Linked DNA regions of Mus musculus: all the other regions are linked to region 2. Evidence: chromatin contacts called from public HiChIP or PLAC-seq and promoter capture Hi-C data. All regions are on one chromosome and are shown on one strand. Each heading gives the region's core, a stretch centred on a gene start, on an enhancer-like site or on the middle of the called end of the contact. The rest is flanking DNA. Distances are from core to core; before and after follow the strand shown.

Evidence for each region. Promoter capture Hi-C pulls out the DNA fragments that hold promoters and counts their contacts. HiChIP or PLAC-seq counts read pairs in DNA pulled down with a chosen protein or histone mark.
Region 1: a CTCF HiChIP or PLAC-seq map of the NIH/3T3 cell line shows a contact between it and region 2, with 6 read pairs. The contact joins the enhancer-like site here to the promoter of BC065403 in region 2. A contact is called at or near these places in 4 of 39 promoter capture datasets (the 3T3-L1 cell line, liver and stem cell-derived epiblast-like cells), 1 of 15 datasets of contacts at CTCF or cohesin (the NIH/3T3 cell line) and 5 of 115 datasets of contacts at active chromatin or transcription factors (the NIH/3T3 cell line, acute myeloid leukemia, astrocytes and 2 more).
Region 3: a contact with region 2 is called in a promoter capture Hi-C map of pre-B cells, with 4 times the contacts expected there. The contact joins the enhancer-like site here to the promoter of BC065403 in region 2. A contact is called at or near these places in 10 of 39 promoter capture datasets (the 3T3-L1 cell line, the HPC-7 cell line, embryonic stem cells and 4 more), 1 of 15 datasets of contacts at CTCF or cohesin (the NIH/3T3 cell line), 4 of 484 Hi-C or Micro-C datasets (the HPC-7 cell line, cortical neurons, embryonic fibroblasts and 1 more), 1 of 115 datasets of contacts at active chromatin or transcription factors (embryonic limb bud) and 2 of 9 other capture datasets (embryonic stem cells and embryonic tail).

What each region holds. Positions count from the first base shown.
Region 1 is chr9:72,075,098-72,077,797 of GRCm38.p6, forward strand. All of the region lies in intron 3 of Tcf12 (transcription factor 12), which reads right to left. Among named protein-coding and RNA genes, the nearest start is that of Tcf12, 35 kb to the right of the region's middle. Within about 2 kb of position 1,259, at least 34 of the 459 cell types and tissues checked have an H3K27ac peak or open chromatin away from gene starts, as enhancers often do. A contact at or near this core is called in the NIH/3T3 cell line and astrocytes, where this site is marked.
Region 2 is chr9:72,408,462-72,411,161 of GRCm38.p6, forward strand. BC065403 (cDNA sequence BC065403) reads right to left here and starts at 1,406. Exons shown (of 2, transcript NR_152222.1): 1 at 1,209-1,406; 2 at 183-1,027. Gm27230 (a long non-coding RNA gene) reads left to right here. Exons shown (of 8, transcript XR_003948355.1): 6 at 827-869; 7 at 952-1,550; 8 at 2,256-2,434.
Region 3 is chr9:71,973,216-71,975,915 of GRCm38.p6, forward strand. All of the region lies in intron 5 of Tcf12 (transcription factor 12), which reads right to left. Among named protein-coding and RNA genes, the nearest start is that of Tcf12, 140 kb to the right of the region's middle. Within about 2 kb of position 1,391, at least 40 of the 459 cell types and tissues checked have an H3K27ac peak or open chromatin away from gene starts, as enhancers often do. A contact at or near this core is called in the HPC-7 cell line, cortical neurons and pre-B cells, where this site is marked.

The DNA of each region.
Region 1 (2,700 bases), core at 9-2,508, 330 kb before region 2:
CCTTTCTGAAGAGCTGCCTTGGATGATGGCTATCTTAATGAAAGTGCCAATTAAAAACAAAGTAGGCACTCACCCTGACATCCCAGTGTAACTGAATATTTAATATGAAATGACTCCTGGCCAAAAGCATGTGCCTGCTTAACTAGGAAACAAAATTGTCATCATTTTCAGATACACTAACAAAATTAACTTCAAAGAAGCAAAGTGACTTCTATACAAAATATATAATTGAAAAGTTTAACTTTTTTGTTCATGTTCACACAAGTAACATATTTATTCTAGAGATTAATCACTTAAATATTATGACATTGCTGATATAAAGTTGTATTAGTACAGATTTTTCAACAGTGCAAAACTTTAAAATAAACCCAACTATTTACAAATAATGTATGTAAAGAAAACAGATAAAATTCTTGCTTCAAATATCTGTAGCAAAGTCCAATTGTAATTAAATTCAGAGAAACTTTAAAATACAGAAAAATGAAAGAATGAATACAAGCACCACCAAAAAGTCAAATATTCTATTACATGAGCAGTTTTAAAGGAGGCAATACAGCAGAAAACAAAACCAAAATTCTTATCTACATAAAAACAAAACAAGATCAGGTCTTAAGAAAAGATGATCATTCTAGGTGGAAGAACAGAAAAACAATCTTCATAAACTATGGGTCTGCTATACATTAGAACATCAGTGAATTATCAACCAATACAACCACAGTATTTTTGCTATTCATTCAAATTTTTATTCCAGACATGATTACCAAAAAGCTCCATGCCATTCTCCTTTTAAAGAATTACATTTATTTATTTATTTATTTACTTACTTACTTACTTACTAACTTATTTTATAAAACTGACTCAAAGCCACAAAGTTTGTCTGAGGGATGGACATACAGCTCTGAGCCCTTAAATGGTTCGACTATTAAGCCATCTGCTTACATCAGAATTACTTATCACTATAATAATACACTGCTGCTGCACATGGCTCCTGTTGCTCAGACTATGAACTCCTTAGAAACAACAATATACCTACTTTCTAGTCATCTACAAAGCATTGCTCTACAACATTGTATATTTATTTATAAGTACTCAAAAAAAGGGCTAGCTATTAATGAAAATGAAAGTAATGGAACCAATGGCACTGAGAACCCATTTAGCTATTTCTGAAGAATGCCTCCTGGTACAAAAGCCACTCACAGTCTGGTTGAATGAGCATACCTAAGCAATCATGTTTCTATTTGTTACAAATGAACACTTTCATAACCCCAGCAACTGGATGAGACATGCTTAGGTGATCATCCTGAAACTAGTCAAATCATTAAGTCATTAGTCACCAAATGCTTGAATGTTACAGTAAGAATGCTAACCCAGAAATGCTTCTTAGACTGGAGAATCTCTGTATTTGGTTGGACAAACTAAGACATTTTAAAAGTCTGAATAAAAAAGAGCAGGAATAAAAGGCAGACACATAAGTACCTTATCAAGAGACTGTAGGAACCTGAGAGATGGCTGAGCTGGTAAAGGAATGCTACACTAGCATGAAGAACCATAAATGTCTTTGACTGGTCACTGTTTTTCCTGTTGACATACTTTCCTACTCCCATTGCTACAGCTTATGTCTCCTAAAAACACTTCCAAATATGCTCACAACAGAATGCTTGCCTCTCCTACTTTCTGAGCATGTATGTATTTCCTCTATTATTCCCTGGCTCTCAGGAATGCAAGGTTCAAAGCAGCAAGCAAGCAATACTAAATGACTCAAGATAAAAGCTAAATCAATTCTTTAAAAAATTAGAGAGAGAGTCTAATTGGGAAGCTCAAAAAGTCAATGACAGGCAGCTGTGGTGGCAAACGTCTATATTCCCATCTCGGATTACAAGTCTGATATCAGACTGGGAAACTTAGCAAAATTTTGCTCAAAATAAAATTATTACTAAAAGGGTTAGGGTTAACTCAGTATATAAAAGAATAGATCAATTATAAAACACTTACCTAGCACACGGGGAGGGAGAGGAAGAAGAGGGAAGGGAAGCAGAGTGGTGAGGAGTAGAGGAGCAGGAAGACTAGGGGAGAGGGAAGGGAAAGGAGCAGAGAGAAATGGAAGAAGAAAGGAGGAAAGAAAGAAAAGTACAGATCAGTGAAAGAATTATTTTTAAAAAAAAATTCAAGAGAAATGAAAAAATCTGACATACAAAAAAAGAATTATATGACAATTTCAAGAAAAAAATTAGTGAAATCTAGGCATTCCTGACAATAAATTTTGATCCAGTATCAGCTGACCCTAAAGAGATTTTAGCATATACAGCATAAGAAAGTAAATTAAAATGCTATCACTAAAAAGTATTAGTCAAAGCAAACAAGACAACAATCAAAACTGAGTGACCGAAATAAAACATCACCCAACCAAACACTGCATATTCTTTTTAAGAGGCATTAATATATTAACAACCCAAGATGTAAGTCATGTTGTAAACTGCCTAGCTGTCCAATGAGGTGGCCTCCAGCCAAGTGTGCCTAGTCAAACAAAAATTTTAAATAATTAAAATTCAGTTCAGTCACATTAGTGACATTTCATGCACTCAACAGCAACATTTATTTGACAGACAGACTTTAAAACAGCTCTTCATCAATGGAAAAAGTCTATCAAGCAGTACTGGCCTATGTTTCCTGAAGGCCCAATGAAGCCTAAGGGAACACTAT
Region 2 (2,700 bases), core at 156-2,655:
AACCTTAGAACCGGGAGGGTAGAGCATCGGGCTGGATCGGAGCGCCACCTACTGGTACAGGTGTTAAAGACTGTCAGCTACATTGTGGCGTCCTCAGTGGTCTCAGGCACACACATTTACATACACTCAGTCACGAAGCAACTCCCAGTTGAATTAAGTACTGCAGAATGTGCTACAGCTAATTCAGACTTCATTCCAGTTTTAATAAGATCTATTTTTTTTCCAAAAGAAACACAATAGTGGGGGGGAAAAAAAGAAAGAAAATACTCGGTACTCAGGATATGAATGAAATGGCATCTCCAGAGGGCCGATGGGAATCCTGGACTTGCTTACTGGCTGTTTTGCAAAACAGGTTTTTAAAAAGTTACTTTTCAAAAATCATACACGAAATGAGGAACCAAAACAGTCGGGTATTAGGATCCGTTTAGAAAGCCCTAAGAAGTGGCTTTATAAAGAAGACTAGCTGGTTGGTCTGTTTATTCCAGGACAGTCATCCTTCTGTAAGATCTCCCCGCAGAACTAGCCACGTTTATGCCACAAACACCCGAGTAGGTGTGAATGCTCGGTGCAGATAGCAGAGTAATACTAGCAATCCTTAATCCCTAAAAGGATGTCATTTTTCAGTTTATTAAATATTTTCTCAACCCTTATCAATCTTAACTTTTCCAATCTTAGAAAACAATTTGTTTTGTGAGTAGATATAAATAAAACATACAGAAGTTGCTCTCTAAATCGAGAGAAAACTTTTCTTTGCGCACACTGGGGCCCGATGTGGATAACAGGATCATTAGCGACCAAACAGATGATGCCTCTTTCTCTCTAACAGAGACTCGCTCAGCGGCAGAGAGCCCTTCAATTCCAGCAGAGAGGTGAGCTCAGAACTTGTCACTGGTTTCTGCTTGTACTTAATCTTCCTGTTTATTCTTGCTTCATTAAAGTCAATCTCCACAGGGCAGACTGTCATCCGAGCTCGGCCCATCCTGCTGTCTGCGCTCTCCAGAGAGCGTGCTTGATCCTGATAAACAGACTGCGAGCCAGGCATGTGACTGAACGTGACTGAACTTCTTAAGGGAAATAGAAGACATAAAGGCGCCCCTCCCACACCCTCACAGCAGAATTTGTCAGGCAGGGCCATCCTCTCAATGGGGATGATGCTTTTCCAAAAGCCTGCCTTTCAGACTGTCTGAAGTGAGATAGAGGGTACTTACTGTTATCGTTGTGTGGCACGAGGCCCTTCAGGTTGCCTTAGCTGATGTCATTCATCTGCCAGGCCCCTCTCTTGGGATTCAGTATCATCTAGAAGCTGTCTCCTGAATGATGTGCTACCCCGCTAGGAACTGCAGACAAAGATACTGTCTGTGTTAGTTACTTCCTCATAGCTCTGACCACACGTCAGACTATCCCAGCATCCTCAAGATTTCAACATGAGAAAGCAAGAAAGGTCTTGAAGTCTGGACCCTTCCAGTAACTACTAGAAGTCCTATTGGAGGATTTACTACCCCACCCAAAGGGCTACTCTGGGCTTCCGGCCACCGTTCAGTTTCTCAGTGGTAAGAGCATTAGTGAAGTGGATTGACAGCTCAGCAGAGAAAAAGCTGCCCCAGCCGCTGTGGGGTTGGGGTGGGGTTGCAGCCTCTGCAGAGCCTCCCACGCTCAAAAGCTCAGCTCTCTACTCCATCTCTGGGCAGTGGCTTTTCCCTTGTACCTCTTACTTTGATCCTGTTTCTTGGCTTTTCTTAGGATGTATTATTTAGCACTTTATTCTTTTCCATCTTAAAATTGAATTGTTAAGTTAGGGGCTAGAACCAAGAGTTTGTGGAAATGGTTATGCAGTTCCTTCTATTAGGGGACTAGGGGAGTGTACTGAGTGAAGTTTCTCTTCTGGGTGCTGCTGGGAGACGAAGACTTCTGAGAGGTGAGGTATCAGGCCTTTCTTTGAGCATTGACAAAGAGGACATGTTGAGGTCCCCAAAGGAAGAACCCTCAAGGGAGCGGCCAGAGAGAGTTCAGGTGGGGGAAGTCGCAGGTCAGTTGAGGGACTTGGTTGATTTTTATGGCAACAGTGGCATCTGAACTCAGTCATGAAGGGTTTGGTTGCTCTGTGACATGGATACTTTGATTTTATCATTGTCAAGAGCTGAGAATACCACTTTTCATAAACATATATAGCACAAAATGTTAGGAGTGTCATTAGAGTCATTTCAGAAGTTGTTGAAGCTAAAATTTCTTTATTGGTTTCTTTTATGAAATTCAAGCCGGTAGTCAATAACAACTGGATTCAAGATCAAGCATTCCAACACAATTCAATCCAACAATATGCTAATTTGATGCTCACATAGTAAAGAATGATGAAACGAGAGAGCTGGCGAGATGGCTCAGCCGGTTAGAGCACTGACTGCTCTTCCAAAGGTCCTGAGTTCAAATCCCACCAACCACATGGTGGCTCACAACCACCTGTAAAGAGATCTGACGCCCTCTTCTGGTGTGTCTGAAGACAGCTACAGTGTACTTATGTATAATAACAAATAAATCTTTGGACTGGAGCGAGCGGAGCCAACCAGACTGAGCAGAGGTCCTAAATTCAATTCCCAACAACCACATGAAGGCTCACAACCATCTGTACAGCTACAGTGCACTCACATACATAAAATAAATAAATCTTAAAAAAAGAATGATTGGACAAAAATATTAAATGTCTTT
Region 3 (2,700 bases), core at 141-2,640, 440 kb before region 2:
CACATGTGTGCACATACACATTTAAAAATAACTTTAAAAAAGTATGAAGACCATTTGTTGATGAGAACAAGCTAGGGCTTGTATTACTGAAAGGACTAGAAAATGAAAGACATAAATGTGCAAATCACGTCTGAAAATGTTTCTGTTTCTTTGAGGGCCAATTCTCTATTTCATTCTTATATATAGTGAGGTACTATACTGGAAACCATGAACGTCCCAGGAACTTAAATTGAACATTTAAACACAATAGTGACTTGGGAGCTTACAGTTTAGTAACACTATGGAAGAAGATTAACTTTGTACAAGAGGTTCTAATATAAAAATTAGCAGCGTGTGTAGGCATACATCTGAAATCCCAGCACTTAGGAAGCTGAAGCATAAAGATTAATAGGCATAAGATTCTGTCTCCAAAAACCAAGGTTGGGCTCACTAATAGAAAAGGTAACTTGCTTAAAGCACACAAAAGCCTATGTTCAACCTACAACATTGAAAAAGAAAGCATACACTCACATATTTACATAGCAACACACAGAGGTACATAGCATCAAGATTTAATTTAAATAGACAGTGTAGAACTGCCTATAGTCAATGGATAATGTCAGTTCCACATATCACCTAAGTTTAGTTTCTTAGCAGATCATATCATGAAGATTATGTTCCACATTTCTTTCCCTCTGACCTAAACTCCATGTTAGCTCTCAGCACTCTTAGCAGCCTAGTAATTAATACTTGGTTACATTTTGTTTCTGGAGTTGCTTTTGGTTTTCTTATTCTCATTCAATCAATTAGAATGACTTTCATAGAGATACAGAATGAACCAAGGAACCAGCAGTCAGCAATTCTGCTTCATTACTGTTAACAAAACCAATAAACTTTGTTATGATTTATAAAATATCATTGCCAAAAGCAGAGACTTTTTAAAGACTTACAAATGCACATGATCTTCGGAAGATCATAACTAAAGAACATCAGAAAAGGCACTGATTTTCCTGTTCCCAGTCCTGAAGCAATCCAATAAATATAAAAGGGAAGAAGATCCACTTTAGACTCAAAAGATAGTGTCATAAGCTTATGTAAACCCGACTTAAAAATGCATGCACTAAATACACAGAAATAATCATCTTTCAAAGCATTTTACAAAAAGATTACACAAAAATCCAGGCTTTTCTTAGATTTTTTAAATCTTCCATTTCTTTTTAATATTTTGCTTCTTTAAAGAAAAATCTCCTTTTTCCAATTACAGAGAGGAAATAAAAAGAAATGCAACTCTTTTATGTAAAGTAAATCCATCTGGATGTTTGCTCCATCCCATACTAGAAACCTGTGATCCCCAACCAGAATGAGTTATAGGAAAGCTGCAGGCAAAATTGTCTCCATACAGCACAATCCATTATCCCTGTCAAGTTAATGTTCCGTGTTGAGCCATATGGCACGGGTACACATTCAACAAAGGAAATTCCTTAAACTTGTTATAATCAGCACTTGCAGTCATCCAAAAAACTGACATAAACAGCTTTATTGTGTTTAGCACATTTCAGTTAATATCCATGACAAAAACAGGAAACAGTACAGGAAAAGGAGGAGGAATGTGGGGAGCAGTGTTATTTAAAAAAATCACCACACACACACACACACACCCTCAAACTGTGCATTTTATAATTAGGCTTTTGTCATTGTTGCTGTTGGCCTAAGCAAGTGATTTTCAATTACAGTAAGCACACCAACCTCTCCAGAGTGATCTACTGGGGCAGACTTAAGAGGGAAAAAAATTAATGACAGCAATTTTCCATGGTATGAGCAAAACTAAACCTTGAAATTCTAGTGATTCAGATAAATCAGTTCTGGCAAAATAACAAAACTCTAAATCCTTATATTTGTTTTCTTTCTACAGTCATTTTATAATTGTTAAAATGCAACTGAGCTTTATTAAGGAAAAAGAAACCAACGCAATTTAAGTAAAGTATCTTCATATGCATTTAAGAGCAGGTCACAGAAAATCAAGGGCTCCCACAAGCCTTTGGTACTCGGCACATCAACTCTAGTCAAGGTATAAGTAGAGCAGAACTTCATTTCAGCCCCCGCAGTGACAACAATAAAATGCTGAGAAAACACACTATCAAATACTGAACTCAGCATCAATTTCTGTTAATTACAGCCTTGTCAGCAACGTGATTATTCAAACAACTCATGCAAATGTTAATGAGGCCTTATTTGCATATTTATTTTTTCCTTTGTTGAAATGTCATTGATTATTACATTCTACTATGATGAATGTGGCTGATGATGTGCTCTGATATGTAATTAGTCATTAGGTAGAATGAATAGATCAATTATGAAAAAGGACTAAGATTAAGAAATATCAAACAAGACCGCCCAACGTAACTATAGAATCTTTTTTTAAAAGGACCTAATAAATAATTTCTTGACATTTAAACTGCAACATCAGTAGTTTTCGATAAATAAAGGACTACTTTTGTGAGGTTAAATGAAGGCTTAAAAATACATCAGTACTCTGATAATCCAATTACGATCACAGAAACCATCTCTAGAAAAAAACCTGAAAGCCACCTAGAATTTAATTGTCAGGAAAACAAGCAGCAAAGGAGAATTGAATCTGTTTTAAGCTCACACAATTCAGAAATAAAGTGTATCTTAATCTAGTGTGAGGTGGAGACAAAATCTGTTAAGAAAGAGGCATAT